5 separate regions of the Mus musculus genome follow, and all the other regions are linked to region 2. A link is a contact called in public promoter capture Hi-C data. All regions are on one chromosome and are shown on one strand. Each heading gives the region's core, a stretch centred on a gene start, on an enhancer-like site or on the middle of the called end of the contact. The rest is flanking DNA. Distances are from core to core; before and after follow the strand shown.

Region 1 (2,700 bases), core at 124-2,623, 350 kb before region 2:
AAGCCTGGTAGACTTGAGACTTACCATTCCCCACCACTATGGGAGACCATTTCTTAGAATAACTTCTTTGCATGGAAGAAGCTCAGCTATCTGTGTAAAAGCCACAGCTACTTCATAGTCTCTGCAAAAGCCACGTTATCATTTTCTTTTTCAGTTAATGTTGGATATAGCAGGGTCTACTCTGGATGGATTTGCATCCACAAAAACAGCATCTGAGATCTCTTACCTACTCCAGCTTCTCATAGATAGATTCTTGCTTTTTGACAGGTTAGAGAACTTGCTGTTGGATGATAGAACCAGATCTATGATCTACCTGATTGCCTGTTTGGTAAAGCTATCACAATGTTTTATCTCTTACTTAAGATTCCTGCTGCTGGTATAAAGAGTTGTATGTCTAAGTACCATGTTGTTCCTTCTAAAATGAAAATAAGCACCTGTGCTTTGCTTGTTATCACATACATGTAATCTATAACACATCCTATGTGGACATCTTCAATGCTGTAGATTTCAGCTATACACTCCACCTGATGGTGTGATGACATCTTATCCCTCTGCACCCCCATGTATTTCCAAGTATTGTATAATGACCGCTCCATTTATTTTCTATGGGGAAACATATCTTCTTGGCTAGTTGCTATAATCTGTGTTCGTTATATTCATATTAACAGTTAAATTTTCATATGATGAGGTGCTAAAAAGAACATAAAGTAACAAAGAAGCACCCTCCCTCTTTGATAGTAGTAAAATTAGGAAAGAGATGAAGAAATGTAGGTCTGCATTTTTGCCCTTTTATCCCAAATCTATGTGGGAATGCAGAATTTATCTCTACTTGAAACTCAATAAGTAAGTCCCATTTTGGATACATATTGGTATTTTATTTTTTCTTACCACATTCACTTACATTATCGCAACACAAAAACAGGTCTGAATTGTCTTACCTCTCCTTCTCCAATTAACCTTAATAACCCCTGGTCTTTTGTATTCCCATTTGACAAGCTAAACAATTTCACTTTTCTATTTAAAGCATAGTTTTTTGATCAACCACCTGGAACTCTGGCAAACCCAATATTCAGTCTCTCAAGCAGAAGCAATGCCAGGCCTTTCAGAGCTTTTATTTGGTTATTAGACTGGCAGAGTAATGAAGGATAACACAGGGTGTTGTGCTTGGGAAACTTAATGGACACACTGAGTAATCACGGGAGTGCTTTTCCTGCACAGAGTACCCTTGATCATTCAAATCATGTGGGAAATACAAAAGAAACGATCTGCTTCTGTCTCCCAAAGAGACTTCAATCAAATGGGGTTGGAGAGGGTTGGCCTGGCCAATTAAGCAATACATGCAGCTCTAGCCACCAGTAACATTCAGAGAAAGGGTAAATAGAGTGAGCTACCGTGCTTCAGGGTAAATAGCATGAGGTCAGAGAAAGGGGAGGATGTGTCTAGTGGAAGTTTACACTTTCATAAGATAAAAATGGGGGCAAAAGCAGGCAGAGAACAGATTCTTGGTGGAGAACCTCAAACACTGGACAGAGATTTGGACTTCCTGCAATCAAAATACAGGACTAATCAATGTTAAAAACAGCGTGGGCCAAATGCAATTCTGATATTGTATAAATTTCTTTCCTAGAAAAATCTCAGAAAGATAGGAAGGTCGCTAGTTTTTAATGTCAACTTGACATAAGCTAGGATTATCTGTTGAAGGGAGATGCCTCAGTAAGATTTGCTGCAGGCAAGATTGTCCTGCATTTTCTTAATGATTGATGGGGAGGTGTGGGTTCAACTCACTGTGAGTAGGACACTATTGGATGGCATTCCAGGTTGTATAAGAAAGAAAGAATAGGAAAAAAAAGGAAGGAAGAAAGGGAGGAAGGAAGGAAGGGACAAAGAAAGGAGAGCAGGCAGGCTAAAGAAGTCCTGAGGATCAAACCAGTAAACAACACTCATCCATGGCTTCTGTATCAGTTCCTCCATTCAGGTAACTGCCCTGCTTGAATTCCTTTCCTGACTTTCCTTGGAGATGATGAAAATGTAAGTGAAATAAACCATTTCCTCCCAAGTTAAGAGAAACATAATAGAAACCATGGCAAGGGTAAGAAGCTAACATGGAAAAGAGTTCATATGATGGTTTGTATATGCTTGGGCCAGAGACTATTGGGAAGTGTGGCCTTGTTGGAGTAGGTGTCACCTTGTGGGGGTAGGCTTTAATACCTTTGCCCTAGCTGTGTGGGAGTCAGTCTTCTATTAGCAGCCTTCAGATGAAGACGTAGAACTCTCAGCTCTGCCTGTGCCATGCCTGCCTGGTTACTGCCATGCTCTTGCGTTGATGATAATGAACTGAACCTCTGAACCTGTAAGCCAGTCCCAATTAAATGATGTCTATATAAGACTTGCCTTGATCATGGTATCTGTTCACAGCAGTAAAACCCTAACTAAGACAATTCAGTCCACCATCAGTGGAGTCCTATGGACCAACAGTCTAGAGTGATCTTAAAAGTGGATGATAAAGAAGAAAGGCTGGAGAGCCTGAAACTAGATGGTAGAGTGGTCTTATCAGTGGATGAGAAAGGAGAAAGGCTGGAGAGCCTGGAACTAGATGGTAGAGTGATCTTATCAGTGGATGAGAAAGGAGAAAGTCTGGAGAGCCTGGAACTAGATGGTGGCGTATTCACCTAGCATGCAAAAAACCTTGGCTCCCATTTC
Region 2 (2,700 bases), core at 119-2,618:
CTACAGGCAGGATATCAAAACTGGACGGGAACAGAGACCACCAGTCTGAAAGACCCGGAATCCTGGGACTTATCTGAGCGGTTTTACTTAGAACTCAAAGGGATAGCCTGGAATATCGCATCACGTCTCACTCCTGGGTTGTCCAGGAGAACAGCGAACGTTCCCAGCCCAGGTCACCCAGGCGGACTCAGGGTGGTGTGGAGCCAGATTTGAGCTTTGTGGTGGCTTCGCCCCATAAATAGGGTAAGCCTTCCGGGAATGGGAGCCCAGAACTCGCTGCCCAGGACAGCTCTGAATCTACCCTTAGAGCTACATTTACAAACGTCGTACGGACTCTGCCAATGTATACATACAACGTGCTCCACGCTGTGTGCTCTGTAATCTATCCAGGAGCAACTCTGAACCCTCAGCAGAGGAGGAAGGAGCCTCCAGGAGGCACCGGGAAGTAGCTGGACAATAGTCAGAGGCGGTTATACCCGGGACAAAAAGCACCTGGCAGAACACACCGAGATCGGTCCCTATGTGTCTCCACAATTCTCACAAAGACTTCCCGGGGAAATTTTGAACAGTCTGGCGACAGAGAGCCACTAGCCAGCTCAGCGAGCCATAAAATCGTGGTCCCGGGAGCCCTAAGTACTTTTTCTTCCTCACTTCCCTAACTAATGCTGTGGACTGCTCCCGACTCCCAGGCAAAAAGAACACCCAGGAAAAGCAAGGTCGCCACACACTCCATCCAGCACACCCTGGGCTGTCTGCGCGCCGGACTAGCCTCAGAAACAATGGGTCGAGAACGTAAAAGTTACCTGCGCACGGGGGCGCACAGCTCTTGGCCCTGCGTCCCGCCTGACACAAACTCCCAGGACAGACCTAGCTCCAACCTGCACCACCACCACCCCCGCCACCTTAAGCGGACGCCCCCTGGATCCCCGAACCCAGCACCAGCAATCAGTCAGTCCTTCCTGCCTGAGTCCAAGACTGTGGACAGACACAGACCACCCCCAACCTCTCACCTGCTGAGAACTGGCCAAGGGCCGACCCCAGGAGAGGCCACGGGTACAGAAGCCAGAGAGCTACAAAAGCAGGCAACGCAGCGGCCGCCACATCCATGGCGAGTTTGGGAGAAGTTTCAAGCAGCTTTGCAAAGAGCCTCCGGGGGAATCGCGGTGAAATCCGCCAGCCAGCAGCCCGCCCGGCCTCGTCGGGGGGCTCGCGGAGACGCCGCGGCCACCCGCCAGCACTTTCGTCCTTGCGCAACGTCGGCCAACTACCTCGCGGGCGAAAGCGTCTCCAGCGTCGCCCGCCAGCCGCGGCCGCCGCTCTCCATGCTAGGCAGAGGCTGCTCAGGGTAGTCCAGAGTTAGTTTGCTCTGGGAGGGACGGGGGCGGAGCCTGGGGTGACGTCGCCCCGCGGGCTCCGGCAGCTTCGGAGGAATGCGGGCTCCGGTGCGCGCCGCCGCCACTGCCGCCTCCTGCTAGGGAGACGCGCGCCAGCCGGGCCGCGCGCCCCGCGCCCTGCGCCCCGCGCCGCCTTTGTTCGCCACCTGGGCTCGGTGGCCGCGCGGCTCTCTGGCGGCGAGCGGGAAAGGGGGACCTGGCGCAGCTCCCTGCCGGATCCCTGAGATTCAACTCTGAGAGGCAGAACTGTGGGCGGACGACGGAGGAGGCGCCCGAGGAGAGGTGTCCTGGGGTTCTGTCCCCAAGGTGGCGGTCCCACCAGAGCGGCTGGTGGTAGGAAGAAAAGGGAGCGTAGATGTGACCTTTAAAACGCCGACCTGCACTGAAATTTCACTCTTCCTTATTGATAGGATAAGGAATAAGGCTCCCTACCCCATTGAAAACTTACTCTCGTTTGTTCACGAAATAAATAAAACTTGGACCAAAATAAAATGTTGGGTAAGTTTCCAGTGTGAACAGCTGGCGTGCCTCGTTTCTGGTTTATTTGTCATTGGGAAGCTCCCAGCCGCTCAGCCTTCGCATAGCCTGGTGGAGTAGAGCAAGACTTGGTTTTGTTTTGATTTTTACTGTCTTGTAGCTATATAAGAAATAAGTATTTAATAAAAGGAGTTTATCCCAACAATGAGCACAGCATGGTTGCTCCGAAGGAACCCAATGCTGTGTGCTGTGTTACAGGCAGGAAGTCAGTTTTGCTACCTTAGCAGCTTGGTGTGATTTCTCCAAATGCCACCTTCACTTGCTTCTGTAGCAACGCTGTATAGTTGCTTACTTTTACTCATGTCTGCAAATTATGACACATGTAAGTATGACCAAAACTGAATAAGCCTAACTTTTTTTTTGAATTTTGATGCTATATATGCAACTGCTAATAATAGCCTTGATTGGCACCTGTCAGTCACTCAAAATGTCTTTAGCCTTTTAAAATCAAAATGAAGTGAAATTCAATTTAATACAGCATTCTCATCATTAACCGAGCCACATATTTCTGTAATTAATACATGCTGTTATGACTAGGTTTGGAATAGATGCAAGTGACTGTATACTACACACACACACATCTATGCACATATATTATACATATTGATGAAGAAGGGAGAAAATGGGTTTCTTTTTTATTTGCTGAGGATAGAAAGTCCGTTACGCTACAGCCTTGATGACTGCTCATTAGTACCTGTAACAAGCCCAACACTTGTCAATTCAGTTCAGCATAGTTCAGTCATCTCCCTCTGGGTACAATGTCAATGTT
Region 3 (2,700 bases), core at 68-2,567, 390 kb before region 2:
CAACTCCTTATAGATTCAGGAGCAATCTAACCATGTAGCCAGATCTTTATTTCAAAAGATATTAATGCTTGGACAATGTTTTCTATTGTCTTTAAAACCTTAGCTCCTCCAAAATTAATATCATGTTTCACTGATATTGCCCAGACTGGAGAATACTGGTTTGTTATTTTTGTTAATTTTTTTTTAAATTGAGGCCCAAATTAGTGAAACAAATTGCACTCCATCATACTCCATCCATGGCTCCTAAGACTTAAGACATTCTGTGAATCTGCTGTGTATTCTAAACCGAAATGGACAAATCAAATACAGCCAAATACGTACATCCAAGTACTACAAACTCAGATTCATTTTCACATACGGGGGAAAAAAAACAACAACCCGGAGCTATATTATTTGTCTATGTAAAATGTTAGGATATTTATCATTAGATTAAGAGAACAGCTTCCAGAAAGTGTACATGTACATGGCTGTCTGTCTGTCTGTCTGTCTGTCTCTGTCTATGTGTGTTTGTGTGTATAAAACTTCAACTAGAGGAGAGTCAAAGGGGTGTCAGAATAGTAAGAGAAAGCCTACTTTTGTTTCTAAAGTCACATAAGATGTTTTCTTCTATTAACTGGGCCTTGGGGTTTGTTAATTGCACAGTTTGTTTCTATAGTTTGAAGACTTGATAATCTATTTTTGTAACAAATACGGTCTTGTTCCACATCTCTACAATTATTGCTGTAAGAAAATAATAGCTATGTATCTCCCTATACCATGTTGTGAGCGTGTGTGTGTGTGTGTGTGTGTGTGTGTGTGTGTGTGTGTGTGCACGCGCACATGCTTGCATCTTAAAAGAGAATGATGGTCTAATAACAAGTAAGAATTCAGCTTAGGGGAATGAATTTATCTACTTAGAATCCATCCAAGTGGCTTCCTTCCTTCCATTTTTTTTTTTTGGGGGGGGGTGCTAAGCATCAAACTCAAGGCCCAAAACATACCTAGAAAAAAAATCTATCCCTGAGCTCCACCAGCAGTTCTCTCAGTATAGCTTCTTCATTTCATATAACATCAGAGAAAAACAGTGGTTTAACCTGAGGTTGGAGATTAGTAAATCAGGCCTTCTCTCACTGAGGTGGTAAAAAAAACAGCCCATGCTCAATATTAACTGCTTCTCACAATCACTGTTCACTGAACATATCCCTCCAACACTGTCAGCTAACAGGTAAGTCTGGATAGACACTGTTCCCTTAGAACTCAAAGAGGAGTAGAGAAAGCCTAGGAGTGCATGGACTTTGGTGTGTCATGAACAGTGCTGGAAGCAGAGTAAACAAAAGAACAGGAAAAAAAAATGCAAAGTCCAGTCTTTCTGAAGCTTAACCTTTATCAGGGGAATTACGAGCACTCTTAACAGAGACAACACATACAAACAGACAGGCAGACACCTTTATTCTTCTTTCCTTTCCTATGAATTCAAGTAGATCTCTGTACTATTAAGTTTTTCCATTTCCCTTTTTAGTACATGCATCTGCATACATGTGCCACAATGCATGTAAAAAAAGAGTGAGGCAAACGTGTGGGAATTATCTCTGTCCATCACAAGGGACACTGGGATCAAAATTGAGTCCAAACTCAAGTTGTCTTGATAAACAACGGTCAGTACTAGCTAAACCATCCTGCTACTCTATAATATTTCTTAATGCAGGAAGAAATGTCAGAATTAGAGGCTCCAGCTAGCTGGCTAAATATTGATTAGCAAAATTTACAATTTTCTCTATCCTTTCTAGAATTTGTTGTCCATTTATTTCTTAGCAATTAAAGCAAGAAAGGCAATATTATATCTAAAATAATAATAAAGTGGCAAAAACTGTATCAGGTTACAGCCAGTATTATATAATTAGCACATAGGCAAACAGATCATTCTTCATTGTATCTACTTTAGTTTTAAACAAATCAAAGCAGGGATTTACATGTGCAGAAAGTCGAGTTCAATTTGATCGTATAAAACGAAGAACTATTTTGATTCTTCTCAAATTGTTGGGGAAAAAAGGCCACATTTACTGAGGGGACCTGCTGACACATTGAGCCGCTGTTCTATAGCAAAAATACTGTCTAGCATCAATAAAATAATTTCCTTTCTCTTTCTTTCTTTCTTTCTTTCTTTCTTTCTTTCTTTCTTTCTTTCTTTCTTTCTTTCTTTCTTTCTTTTTTCTCTTTCTTTCTTCCTTCTTTTCTTCCTTCCTGCTTTCCTTCCTTCCTTCTTCCTTCCTTCCTTCCTCCTTCCTTCCTTCCTTCCTTCCTTCCTTCCTTCCTTCCTTCCTTCCTTCGTTCCTTCCTTCTTCCTTCCTTCCTTCCTTCCTTCCTTCCTTCCTTCCTTCCTTCCTTTCTTTCTTTCTCTTTTTGGTACTTGCTAAACAATATGAGAAAGACAGGTCAATATTTATATCCCTTTGTAGTGATAATCTCCAGTTATTCTGAAGAGGTTATGAAAACAGAGCTTTAGCAACCATAAGAGATCAGAGGACAGGAATCCTGTTTTTCTAGAATCAGTTTTTAATGATAAAACTTTCTATCCACCTGTCAGTCAGAGAAAAATAGAAGATATCCCAAAGCACATGAGGAGAAAAAAAAAAGGAAGATCTTGTCAATGATGTACACAGACTAGGAACACTGAAGCGTGGAAGGAGCTGCTTGCTCCTGGCTGTCTTTTCATCTGAAATC
Region 4 (2,700 bases), core at 76-2,575, 320 kb before region 2:
TCTGGAATCTCAAGGCAGGTACTTGTGATGTGCCTTGTTAGACTGAGAAACCATTTCTCTCTCCCAAATATTTATATGCCACCTGTCCAAGATGAAAATACATTTTTATGTGAAGACATATGCATTATCACTTGGTCTAGATTACAATATAATGAATGTGTTATTGGTCCAATTAAAATTAAAATGTAATGCACATAGGATCACTTGGCTTTCTCATTCTACTGCAGGCAGGTAAACAACATTAACTTCTGTTTTTCAGATACTTTGATGCATTCTACATTGCAGGACTATAATCAAATCCCCTTAGATATTTAAAAACAAAGAGTACTTCTTACTCTGAAGAGCAGAACAATTCTTTTGTTGTTGTTGTTGTTTCATTTTTCAAGACAGGGTTTTCACTTATAGGCTGTTCTTAACCTCACAGAGATTCACCTGTCTCTGTCTACCCAAGTGATGAGATTAAAGGAGTGTGCCCTCACCTTGACCATCAGAACACTTTTTAGTCTTACTAGTGAGATGAAACACTGCCCTATTGTAGCTTCACTGTTACAAGTTCACATATACAGGCTCCTGTCAAATTTGTCTCCAAGTGCTTGGCAGACTTCCAGATTTGTTTCGCACCTAACCAGTTTCACCAAAGTGCTAATGCTAACATGTGTTCTTAAGTGAAAATTAACTCACTGATCAAGCAACTTGAAGTGATTGCTAGAGGTCAGCACAGGAGTATTCCCAAAACAACACACTGACAAAGGCTTGGTTTCCAAAGTGGTACTCTGGGGAAATGGTATAATGGGGAGTGGGTGGGTGTGTGATTGCAAATAAAAACCTTTATCTTAGAAAGCCTGGCAGTTTTTTCTGGGATAGAACACAACTTAAGTGACTTAAGTAGCTGGGGGTATGTATACCTTCAAAGGTGATTTTGTGGGAGCTACAACCCCCCTTTTTTGGGCACTGGAAGAGGTCAGCTGTGCCACACACTATTGACTATAATATCAAGGCCAGCCAATCACACACTGAATCCTCTGAAACCATAAAGCAAAGCAAATTTTCCCTCTTATGCTGAAAATATCAGGAATCTGTTAAAGAAACAGGAAGCTGGCTGACCTACAATTTTGGGAATCTACCCTAGAACTGTAGGCAATTAAATTATGAAATGACTGACCACATCTTTAAAGGGGGCTCATCAGTAATTTCCAAAATAATGAAAACGTTGTAAATGAATCATCTTTAATCATGGCAACAAACTGCTCTTAACCCTGTACATCTCACATTATAAGCAAGGCCTGTTTAAGGAATGAGTCACTGACATGCACCCCATCTTTGCTTAATAACAAGCAGCTGAGGAGTTATTTCCTTAAGAGATTTGTTCTGCTGATTGTAGAACAAAATAACTCAGTGTGGCTGACCTACTTTTCATAGTTTATAAGAACATTCCAGTGAAGTCAGGGAGATATAAACATCCTTGCTTTCCCCTGAGTAGAGATATATACTTATTTACGCTGCTCTTGTCCAAATCCCTAGCAAGTCTAAATATTTACTTTTGTTCTAAAGAGGCTTCTGATTTGAAGTTTTACAGAGTCAGACTGTATAGACATAATCAAAGTGCTCACTGTTGGAATTGGGGAAGGAGGATTATTACCACTTAGGCATCATGCACTGTGTAACACACTATCTGTTGTATTGAACATCCCCCCAAATGAGAAGGAGCATGGGTAGGTGCCTATAAGTTACCGCTTACATATTCTTGTGATGTCCCAAGGAGATTCCTCAATACTGCAAGCTTGGCAAAAGGGCATCAATAATCTTAACATAAGAGACAATAGGAAGTGAGAGAGCAATGTAATAAGGAATATAGTTGCTGAAGACCAGCTAATTGCAAGTCACCCTATGATTGGCTGGGAAAGCCCACTATAGCAGAAGTGCACACTGTTGCTGCTATCACGCTCTGACTTCTCATGAGAGAGCACTCAAGATGCACCTATGATAGCTCACTAAACTGCTGGGTCTTATAAGAATACCTTGAACAAGTTTAATTTTTAAATATAACCTAATCTATAACATATTATACTCATTTTATATGAACCATTAATAGTTGCTATCCATAATACCCATGAAATAAGATATTAGTAAAAAGTAGAGTTAAAGGACAATTCGATGTCTAATTCAACTAAATTATAGTACACAATAACATGCCCAGAGGGAATAAAATATTAATAACACGCAAGTCTGTATGTCCCACTCTCTGCCCTGTTTGTTGAGCCATAGCTCCAGGAATATAATTGCCAACCTACTATCTCATTTCTCAAAAGCAGATAATGTTTTCTTTATAATATTTTCCCAAAGGTTCTACTATGGTGAAATCCTGTCACTACACCTTAATTTTCCAAGCCAGAATTCACTTCCAGTGTGTCAACAAATTCCACTGATTGCAGCTATCAAATCTCTTCCAGCACCATCTTCTCATTGGGATTCTTATCTCCACTGCTTCAGCTCAAGTACTGATCAAGTTTTGCTTAGACTGAAGTAGCAGCCTTTGGAGCTCCAGGGAATCTCTCACTCTAAAGTGCAACCAGAGAATTGTTTCTAGAAAACAAGTCATAAAAAATTGAGGCAATTGATTCTCAGAATGGCTAAGATGGAAAACTCAGGTGACAACAAATGCTGGAGAGGAGGAAGAGGAACACTCCTCCATTGGTGGGA
Region 5 (2,700 bases), core at 31-2,530, 290 kb before region 2:
AGTAATGCTGTTAGGAACAATGGTATAGAGAAGTGGGTGAAGAGTTTAGGTTATATAAGTTCTAATTAATAGCAAGAGTGGATTTAAAAACCAATTACCTTTCAAAAAACAACGATTCTATTACAATTTTTAATATTTTTTTTAATTTGGAAAGGCATTCCTCCAACTGGTTATAAGAGCTATTCAAATCTATTTCTGTTTTCTGATTATATAATACTGCAGTATTTGTCTTAAGAATACTCTTTTGATCATTTGGAATTACAGTGCATGCCAGGTGTCTTGGACAATGGACCACCTGAATCAGAAGTAGGTACCAGGAATAAGAGGAGACTCTGGTTCCTTCATCATCATCAAGGGTACAGTAGCAGAGCAAAAATACTTAACAATGGAACTTTTAAAATTCCTCTAGAAATTTAGAAACTTAGAGCACTTGGTTTCTGCTGACTGCATAGCCTTTCCTACTTTTCTAAGGTCATTGAAAAGAAGAAAAAAATTAATATGTAGGGCATCAGTATGTTCTACAAGCTTCATTATAGTTCAGATTTTATACAATGTAGATGTTTAAATGGAAACCTCCAAAAAAATCTTTAGGCTTCCTGCCCAGTTGACTAGTTTTTACAATAGAATTAAAGAAAAAGATCTTCAAGTCACCGTTAGGAAAAAAGATCCTTATATGAATTCACAAGTTTGACAGCTACGATATGAAAACTGGTTAAAAATCAATACTGTGTGGCATTAAGCAGGCTGCTGATGGTCTGGAGCTAGACACTCCATGGCCTTTAAAACACCAGCTAGCAAAAGTATTAGTCAAGTGAGTGTCATTCTTTCCACTACCCAGATGCCTTTGCTGTTAATAGAAAAAAAATAAAATATTCAGAAGTGATTTTTTTTTTAAACTAGTATTCACAGAGAGATGATAGAATCAGAAAAAGAATATTGGACAAAACAAGATTCATTTTTCTGATGAAAACATTTTTGAGCCAAACTTACAAGCACCTCCCCTGGTTCACCTGAGAAGACAAAGGCCAGTTCACGCACTGTGACGAGGGCTTTCCCCACAGTGGTGACACAAGCCTTTGATTCTAGCAACCAGGAGGGAGAGCCAGGTAGATTTCTGAGTTTGAGGCCAGCCTGATCTACAGAGCAAGTTCTAGGACAGCCAGAGATGCATAGAGAAACCCTGTCTCAAAAAATCACAAAGAAGTTCCTTTGCCATTTCACAGGATGCAGGGAGCAGGGACTCCTCGTCTGGTCTCTGGCCTCATCCAGAGTCAGTCTGGATAACCTCAGGGCATCAAACCATTGTGTAGTTAATCTTGCCAAAGCTAGAGAGTTTACATAATGACCATGCTCATTCCTAAAATAAATAACTAGAGTAAAAATAGCCTTAACATTCCCAGAACTCTGTGTTAGTGCTAAATAATAGTTAAAAAATCTCACAACACATACAATTAGTTCTGGTTACACTACTGCTCAGCTAGTACGGCAGGTTGTTCACCAACACTGACATATTCCAAATTCCATATGTGCTTGGAGGTCATGTGTTACTTTCCCTGAGAATACCACCTGAGTTACTGTCTCTCTGAATGGAATGAATAAGGGCCTCTGAATCTACTGCTTATGCTCTGGAGCCCTAAGGATAGAAGTTCTTTCCTGGTCCACTGAACAGTCCAAATGGCTCCCAACATCCAGCTAAGCTCTCTGTGCCCCACTAAAGTTCCCATTCTTAGTTTTTTAAATATTTATTTATTTTATATGTATTTAGATTTATTTTAGATGCATTGGTGTCTTGCCAGCATGTATGTCTGAATACCACTTGTGTGACTGGCGCTGACAGGTCTGAAGAGAGACCTCTTCTGATCCCCTGGGGTCTGAGGATCATGAGATCATGGATTGTGGGGATCAAATGTTTGAATGACACCATGTGGGGGTGGGAGATGAACCAAGGTCGTCTACCAGAGCAACAAGTGTTGTTAACCACTGTATCATCTTTCCAGACCCCTAAACTTATTTTATTACGTTGGAAAAATTAGCATGTAAAGCAAGTCTTACTGTGACCTTTTCATTTTAAGGAAACCTTGGTTTTTCTTATGCCCCTCCTACAATATTCCATTTTTTTTAATACCCATTGGGTGGGACCAGAGACAATTTGATCCTGAGGGTAAGCAAGGATTATTTGACTGGAAGGTAAGGTGATCTTGTGCTGCAATCCCAAATCACTGATATCAGATTAAAAGCAGCGAAAAACTGAAATCATTAGTGACTGGATCAAACAACTTGAAAGCTTTCTTCTGCATCCTGTAGTCAAAAATGCCAATAACTGTGTCACGTGCTTTACATTGTCTTATCATTTTGAGTACCGTTATCAAGCACACAATTTTAAACATCAGCCATAAATAAGTAGAATGCAAATAATTAATGAATCTGGGTAAACGAAACGGAGAATCTCCGTAATCATAGCTACAGTTGACTTAGTCACTAAGGATCTATAAATGTATTAGCTGAATATGTTTCATTTCCAGGGCATGTTACAATAGCTGATAATAGACTGCAAGATTTAAAAACCAAACCATTGACACTTATAAACAAACAAACAAAAATTGTGATTAAAAAATTTTTAAGGCTAAAATGCACCAAGTATGACAGTGAATGTCTGTGACCCATCACTTAGGATTTGGGAGCTGGAGAACCAAGGAGTTC

Evidence for each region. Promoter capture Hi-C pulls out the DNA fragments that hold promoters and counts their contacts.
Region 1: a contact with region 2 is called in a promoter capture Hi-C map of liver. The contact joins the enhancer-like site here to the promoter of Ptprk in region 2. A contact is called at or near these places in 2 of 39 promoter capture datasets (epiblast stem cells and liver), 1 of 484 Hi-C or Micro-C datasets (cerebral cortex) and 1 of 115 datasets of contacts at active chromatin or transcription factors (extraembryonic endoderm stem cells).
Region 3: a contact with region 2 is called in a promoter capture Hi-C map of liver, with 4 times the contacts expected there. The contact joins the enhancer-like site here to the promoter of Ptprk in region 2. A contact is called at or near these places in 5 of 39 promoter capture datasets (the 3T3-L1 cell line, 3T3-L1-derived adipocytes, liver and 1 more), 3 of 484 Hi-C or Micro-C datasets (cerebral cortex, liver and nephron progenitors) and 6 of 115 datasets of contacts at active chromatin or transcription factors (cardiomyocytes, embryonic hindbrain, forebrain and 3 more).
Region 4: a promoter capture Hi-C map of 3T3-L1-derived adipocytes shows a contact between it and region 2, with 6 times the contacts expected there. The contact joins the enhancer-like site here to the promoter of Ptprk in region 2. A contact is called at or near these places in 4 of 39 promoter capture datasets (the 3T3-L1 cell line, 3T3-L1-derived adipocytes and liver), 5 of 484 Hi-C or Micro-C datasets (the 3T3-L1 cell line, cerebral cortex, cortical neurons and 2 more), 4 of 115 datasets of contacts at active chromatin or transcription factors (cardiomyocytes, embryonic forebrain, embryonic hindbrain and 1 more) and 1 of 9 other capture datasets (pancreatic islet).
Region 5: a promoter capture Hi-C map of liver shows a contact between it and region 2, with 2.7 times the contacts expected there. The contact joins the enhancer-like site here to the promoter of Ptprk in region 2. A contact is called at or near these places in 9 of 39 promoter capture datasets (the 3T3-L1 cell line, 3T3-L1-derived adipocytes, epiblast stem cells and 4 more), 2 of 484 Hi-C or Micro-C datasets (the HL-1 cell line and embryonic stem cells) and 4 of 115 datasets of contacts at active chromatin or transcription factors (cardiomyocytes, embryonic hindbrain, embryonic stem cells and 1 more).

Annotation. Positions count from the first base shown.
Region 1 is chr10:28,421,409-28,424,108 of GRCm38.p6, reverse strand. The region is part of intron 7 of Ptprk (protein tyrosine phosphatase, receptor type, K); the gene reads right to left. Among named protein-coding and RNA genes, the nearest start is that of Themis, 250 kb to the left of the region's middle. Within about 2 kb of position 1,373, at least 4 of the 459 cell types and tissues checked have an H3K27ac peak or open chromatin away from gene starts, as enhancers often do. A contact at or near this core is called in liver, where this site is marked.
Region 2 is chr10:28,073,488-28,076,187 of GRCm38.p6, reverse strand. Ptprk (protein tyrosine phosphatase, receptor type, K) reads right to left here and starts at 1,368. Exons shown (of 32, transcript NM_008983.2): 1 at 1,011-1,368. The coding sequence starts at 1,107.
Region 3 is chr10:28,458,743-28,461,442 of GRCm38.p6, reverse strand. All of the region lies in intron 7 of Ptprk (protein tyrosine phosphatase, receptor type, K), which reads right to left. Among named protein-coding and RNA genes, the nearest start is that of Themis, 210 kb to the left of the region's middle. Within about 2 kb of position 1,317, at least 5 of the 459 cell types and tissues checked have an H3K27ac peak or open chromatin away from gene starts, as enhancers often do. A contact at or near this core is called in hepatocytes and liver, where this site is marked.
Region 4 is chr10:28,394,611-28,397,310 of GRCm38.p6, reverse strand. The region is part of intron 7 of Ptprk (protein tyrosine phosphatase, receptor type, K); the gene reads right to left. Among named protein-coding and RNA genes, the nearest start is that of Themis, 270 kb to the left of the region's middle. Within about 2 kb of position 1,325, at least 17 of the 459 cell types and tissues checked have an H3K27ac peak or open chromatin away from gene starts, as enhancers often do.
Region 5 is chr10:28,360,366-28,363,065 of GRCm38.p6, reverse strand. The region is part of intron 6 of Ptprk (protein tyrosine phosphatase, receptor type, K); the gene reads right to left. Among named protein-coding and RNA genes, the nearest start is that of Ptprk, 290 kb to the right of the region's middle. Within about 2 kb of position 1,280, at least 8 of the 459 cell types and tissues checked have an H3K27ac peak or open chromatin away from gene starts, as enhancers often do. A contact at or near this core is called in liver, where this site is marked.